Linked DNA regions of Mus musculus: region 2 is linked to region 1. The links are chromatin contacts, called in public promoter capture Hi-C maps. All regions are on one chromosome and are shown on one strand. Each heading gives the region's core, a stretch centred on a gene start, on an enhancer-like site or on the middle of the called end of the contact. The rest is flanking DNA. Distances are from core to core; before and after follow the strand shown. Region 1 holds the start of Igfbp3 (insulin-like growth factor binding protein 3). Region 2 has its middle 120 kb from the start of n-TDgtc10.

Region 1 (3,200 bases), core at 205-2,704:
GGCCTTCACGGGTCTCATATTTTTTTCTTTGTAAAGGTCCAAAATTTTATCATTCTTATTTATAGTATCAAATAAGGGAGAACTAAATTTTACTAAAATTAAGACATAATTTTTTTAAAGGGGATATAAATTTGTAGAGAGAGCCACAGATACAGGGAGATGTAAAGACACACGGGTGGATGAATGTCCACTTCACCAGATAAGATATACATGATAGACGGAGGGATATGTGGGGGAAGTCGTCTTAATTTGCTTCCTGCATAAAATTGCACAGATCTCCCCAAAGACAATCTCCCCAGCCTATGGTAAACAACTCAAGAGTATCCAGGAAAGTCTCCTTCCAAGTCGGTCTCTCAAGTTCCCACCACTCATCCACGAATTGTTTTAAATAAATAAATAAACCGCGAAGTCTGTCGATTCAATTCTGGACCACCAGCGTCCTCTGTTGGTCACCTATAGGAGGAGCGTGCAGACTTTGGAGAGACTCGTACAAAAGAACTCAATAGCTGCGCTATTGCGCCTGGATTTCAAGTCAGAATGAACGGATTAGCAAGAACTCCAGTCTGCACTGGAGCACATCAGAAGTTGGTATAGGGGTCCAACGATGACTAAAACTCGTTGTGAACAGTATTCATTTTAAGGGCTGCTTGGCTACTAATCATGCATGCTTCAGTGTCTCAGTAGTTATTTTAACGCAGATGCGTCCGCTAAAAAGATTCTCCCAAACAAGAACTAGAGGAACTTCTCATCTTTAAAAAGAAAAAAACTGTCCTCACTCCTATCTGGGAAAGTGCAACGACGTATTTGAGTATTTTGAGTCCCTACCTCCTTGAAAAGCAAATCCTTTGCGCCCATAGCTGTCAGCGTGAGGTTGTGCGGTGCTGAGACTCTGGGAGCTAAAGTGGCCCGTGGTGCAGATTTAAACCTCGAGCTCTAAGGTTCTCCAGACCTCAAAGTGATCTGCGCGTTCTCGCTGGGAAATGCCTAATACAGCATACCCTACACGAGGAATTCCATTGCGGGAACTTTACAAAGTACACAGGCGCTGAATGGGTCCGGGCCAGCTTCCCAAACATAAACCATCCCTGGAAAGGCCAGCTTAGCCAGCCATCCAGGGGGAGGGGCTATAGGGTCCGGGACGCCAAATTGGCTGGGAGTCATTGAAGGAAGAGAAGACCAGAGTCCCTGGAGTGGCTGGGACTCTAGAGACGCAAGGTGGCCTGGAGCGCCTGTGGTTACCCGTGAAGAGGTGGCCCTGATACAGGGCGTGCGCACAGAGAGCAGGTGCCCGGTGAAGACGCGCGCAGCGCGCCCCCGTCCTCGTTCCCGCTTCGTCGGGAGGCGCGGGCCCCGGAGCGGAGCCTGCGCCGGCCCACCCCCCACCCTCGCCGTTCCGGGGCGTGTCCTCCGCCACCCCGGCTTCTATATATCGGCCTGCGCGCCCGGGCTGCCCAGATGCGAGCTTAGAGCGGCGACTGGGCGCTGAGGACCTGCTTGCTCGCTGCTCCCATCCCGCCGCCTCATCCCGCCGCCTCATCCCGCGTGCTCCACTCCGCTCCCCTCCACCGAGCCGTCCACCCGGCGCCATGCATCCCGCGCGCCCCGCGCTCTGGGCGGCTGCGCTCACTGCCCTCACTCTGCTCCGCGGACCGCCGGTGGCGCGAGCTGGCGCGGGCGCGGTGGGCGCGGGCCCCGTGGTGCGCTGCGAACCGTGCGACGCGCGTGCGCTGTCCCAGTGCGCGCCTCCGCCCACCGCGCCCGCGTGCACGGAGCTGGTGCGAGAGCCCGGCTGCGGCTGCTGCCTGACTTGCGCGCTGCGCGAAGGCGACGCGTGCGGCGTCTACACGGAGCGCTGTGGCACCGGCCTCCGCTGCCAGCCGCGGCCCGCGGAGCAGTACCCGCTGAGGGCGCTGCTGAATGGCCGCGGGTTCTGCGCCAACGCCAGCGCTGCAGGCAGCCTAAGCACCTACCTCCCCTCCCAACCTGCTCCAGGTAAGCTGTCCCTGCCACGTGCGCCACGCGCAACTCCCTGGGACCCGACGAGGGTGGCAGGGAGTGTATCTTCAGATGTTTGTCTTGGCTCATATTGAAGGTTGGAAAATGGACCCTGGGAGGCGGAGTGAGGCACTGAACCCATTTTTCCTCTTGCTTGGTTCTCAAAGTACAGCTTTTCTTATAAGTTGCAAAATGCGCTCTGTGAAAATAGGTAGAATTCAGTGCCAGGACGAGCGGGTAGCAAGGGAGACTGCCAGTGGACAGATCCCAGTCACTGGAGAGTCTCCTCGCTGAGCGGGGATACCCAGGTTTAGGTCTGTGTAACCCAGCTGTTGACCTGGGTTTTCATTCCTCATAAATTGGGAAGGAGCGCGTCTATCCCAGGGAAGCTTGAGTGTAGGAATCCCGGGTTGGATCCGGACCATGAAGGTATTTGCAGGCAGCCACGCTGTTGGAAACAGTACCTGTCTTGAAACATCCTATCATTTGCACGGGCTAATTGGCAACGCAGGATTGTGTCCCAATTTATCCAAAAACTAACGAGATGAAATTAAGAGCACTGGTGTCTTTGAAACTGTGAAACCTAAAGTTCAAAACTGCTCAGTGTCACCAGGAGCTGCAAAAAGGTTTGAGCCCGGTTCGGGCCCCATAGGCGCCATCCTATGCTCTGCAGCAGCGCCTTCCAGATTCAGAGACTGCATTTGGTGCAGAGGATGCAGACTCAGGCCGGTTCCCTGCCAAAGCAGAGACTAGAAATGCGAAGTACGACCCAGGAATGTTACTCTTTCTAATTCGACCTAGGTGCAGCAGCAGCAGCAGTGGGGACAGCGACAGCGCCAATGAGAAAAATGCAAACGTTTAACAGTTACCTCTCCTGCTGCAAGCCCTACCAAGCAGGCAGTCACTCTAAGGGCATCCTTCGTTCCTTTAAGGAAAAAACAAAACAAAACAGAAACATTTAAATGGATTTGGCAGCTGTTGCTCTAAATGGCCAGCATTCTTAGCTGTTGCTCTAAATGGCCAGCATTCCTAGCCAGTCTCGCTTAGTTATGTGAGTCAAGTTCTTGCCCTGAACATCTGAAGGCTAGAATTCTCCGGTTTCCCACACCAGGCTGGCAGATGGTGCAGATCGAGCCCCCAGGACCAGGGCTAGCTGGGTAGAGAGTCTCTTTATGATTTCTGTGGCTGCTGACCTACACTCCCGG
Region 2 (2,983 bases), core at 111-2,610, 540 kb before region 1:
CCATTTTTGCCAGATAAGGCATCCTCTGCTACATATGTATCTGGAGTCCTGGCTCCCTCCACTTGTATTCTGTGTGGGGGTTTGGTGTCTGCAAATGGGATGGATCCCTAGGTGGGGCAGTCTCTGGATGGCCTATCCTTCAGTCTCTGTTCCATATTTTGTCCCTATCTTTCCTTTGGACAGGGACCTTTCTGGGTTTTTGCTATGCACACTCCAGTGAAGTCTGCTTGGCAGGCCGAGAGGCCTGGAAGCACTCACGAGGCAAAGAGTTTCAAGGAAACTCAACCTCCTGGAACCAGGCATTCTCATAACCTGTATACTCATACACTATCCCCGAGTTAGTCTGGTGTATGGATCCACGTGCTCTCTTTTAGTATTGTTTTATTATAAGTGTCTTTAAAGATTGAATTCTGACATGGCTAAGCCTTTGCCAGTGTTCCAACATCCTAGAAAATCCCTCAAGCTGACAAACTTGGAATTCAGTTGGAATTCAGTAAGAAGGTTACCTATTCAGTAACATTCAAATTTACTTCTAGTAGAGACAGTGAAACTAATTAGGCATTACAAAGAATGGAGCTAAAATAGCACAGGGCTAGTCTGCAGAGTGATTACTTAGGACAGTAGCCAGTCTCACCCAAACAAGGGAATACACAATGGTCTAGCTAATAGGTGGGTTTACCATGTAACAGTTAGGGAATCCCACTGAGACAGGAATCTTCACTACAGCCAGGTATTGCAGGCTATATTGCATATTAGAAGCAAGTTGGTGAATTCTTCTGACAAATGGAGATTCTCCACAGATACTTAAAAGAACAGCCAAGTTACACTCATACAAGAATTTATCAAGGCCTAGAAAATAGGGGTTTGTGGTGTTACATTATTCATGAGAAGGTCTGCTAGAGCAGAACCCACTGGTGCTAGCTTTCACAAGGCCCAAAGGAGCAGCACAAAGTGTGACTAGGGTGTGAAATCCTTACCTGTCATTAGCTGACCCTAGGCAGGGCTGTTTTATCTTTACTGTAAATATTACCTGGTTCCTGTAAGTCCTTCTGAAGTCATTCCTTTGTTTTGTGTCAGGTAACTTCAATGTACTTTGCCTGCTGTGACATCCTACCCCTATGTTTTCTGTATTATATAAGACTGGTGTTCACTTTGTGACAATACATTCAGATACTACACAACTTCTTGTGTTGATGTTTGTCTGTCATTCACCAACTCCTTGTCCACCTGTAACCAGAGACCCGTTCTACTCAGACAGCAACCAAAAAGGGTCTGTGGCAACATTTAAAGTCACTCTACCTTCCACAATCCCAGATATTCAGGAGGTTGAGACAGGAGCATTATAGGTTGGGCTACATGCTTGGGCTAAAAAGTGAGTTCAAGGTCACCTCGGGCAACTCAGTGGAATGCTATCTCAAATAAAGTATAAAGGGCTGGGATCTCAGAATAAATGTTTGCCTAATTTGCTTGAGGTGCTCTAGGTTTAGTCCTCAAATTGCTATAAGAAAGAAAGGGGGAGGGAGAGGGAGAGTGAAGGAGGGAGGAAGGAAAGAAAGGAAGGAAGGAAGGAAAAGAGAGCGAGAGAAAGAAGGAAAAATAGAAAGAGAAAGAAAGAGAGAGAGAAAGAGAAAGAAAGGAAGAAAGAAAGAGAAAGAGAGAGAAATGAAGAAAGAGAGAGAGAGAGAGAGAGAGAGAGAGAGAGAAAGAAAAAAAGAAAGAAAGAAAGGAAGAAAGAAAGAAAGAAAGAAAGAAAGGAGGGAAGGAGGGAAGGGAGAAAAGAGAGAAGGAAAGGGAAAAAGAAAAAGAGATGTTAAAAAGTTCAGTTTTCATTTCTGTCGGTCTTAAGACATTGAGGAAAAGGAAACCATTTGTTTTCATGAAAATCTCTGATGGATTGATTAATTTAAGCTTAACCTTGTGAATTTACAACTTAAAAATTAATATTTTAAAAAGAAAAGACAATTTCAATGCACTGATGATAAAATATTACAAAATACTGTAATTAGATGACACTGACATTATTCATAGAAATAAAACTAAGAATGTGTCATGGGTAATGTTTTCAATAGTCAATAATGATTAAAGACTGATGAACACAATATGCATAGACAAGGTAATAGCTCCATAGACAACCGTTCACCATAGCTAATTTCACAAATTAATGAAAGTACAAATCATGGAAATATTTATTATTTGTATAAATTCTCAATTGGTTCTGAAATTTACAAGTAAAAATACAGATCTAAATCCATAAAGCCAAATTTTAAAAAGAAATCATCAAGGAATATTAATTGTCAATAAATACTATAAAACCCTCTCAGTGAGCAGCATTAAATTCTTGTTGGATCAGAGAGTCTAATTATGAAAAGAACATGGGTACATATTCATGAACTTGTGGTGACAGTTTTCGCATCACAAACAAGCCATCAAAGAATAAATCAGAGAAAGCAGTATACAATGTAGGTAAGTATGTAGGAAGAAAGATACCAGCCTGCTATATACAATGTGTACATTTGAATTCTATATTAACTTGACTCTTACTTGATGATGATGATAAATGACTTAGATACAAACATTCACACCTACATATTTAGGTATTCATACACAAACACAAATATGTATCTGTATGTCGAGAATGAATTAGTGTTTTAATCTGGTTTTACTTTGCATCATTTGTTTACTAATTAGGCAGATCATTGCTTGAATTTTAAATGCCAAGTGGGTCTCAGAGTCTCACTGTCATAATGCATGTCTCTTCTAGCTCTGTAAGCATTTCTGTGGGTGTTTCCATAAAGAGATTTTGTATTCTTAATTAAAGTCCCAAATGTGTTGAATTTAAAATTGGCCTGACTTAGGCTTGAAAAAGAACCAAGTGCAACAGAAATGCAAGCCTGAGAGGGTCAAACATAGAGGGTTTCTCCTTCCCTGGGAAGGTTCCATGGCAAGGGTCATGAGCCTCTGAGAATTGAGAGCTATTGTGTGC

What was found. Promoter capture Hi-C pulls out the DNA fragments that hold promoters and counts their contacts.
Region 2: a contact with region 1 is called in a promoter capture Hi-C map of embryonic stem cells, with 5 times the contacts expected there. The contact joins the enhancer-like site here to the promoter of Igfbp3 in region 1. A contact is called at or near these places in 10 of 39 promoter capture datasets (the 3T3-L1 cell line, the C10 cell line, the HPC-7 cell line and 4 more), 1 of 15 datasets of contacts at CTCF or cohesin (stem cell-derived epiblast-like cells), 4 of 484 Hi-C or Micro-C datasets (embryonic fibroblasts, embryonic stem cells and uterus) and 3 of 115 datasets of contacts at active chromatin or transcription factors (embryonic stem cells, kidney and stem cell-derived neural progenitor cells).

What each region holds. Positions count from the first base shown.
Region 1 is chr11:7,212,177-7,215,376 of GRCm38.p6, reverse strand. Igfbp3 (insulin-like growth factor binding protein 3) reads left to right here and starts at 1,454. Exons shown (of 5, transcript NM_008343.2): 1 at 1,454-1,992. The coding sequence starts at 1,587.
Region 2 is chr11:7,748,823-7,751,805 of GRCm38.p6, reverse strand. No RefSeq gene overlaps it. Among named protein-coding and RNA genes, the nearest start is that of n-TDgtc10, 120 kb to the left of the region's middle. Within about 2 kb of position 1,360, at least 8 of the 459 cell types and tissues checked have an H3K27ac peak or open chromatin away from gene starts, as enhancers often do. A contact at or near this core is called in embryonic stem cells and stem cell-derived epiblast-like cells, where this site is marked.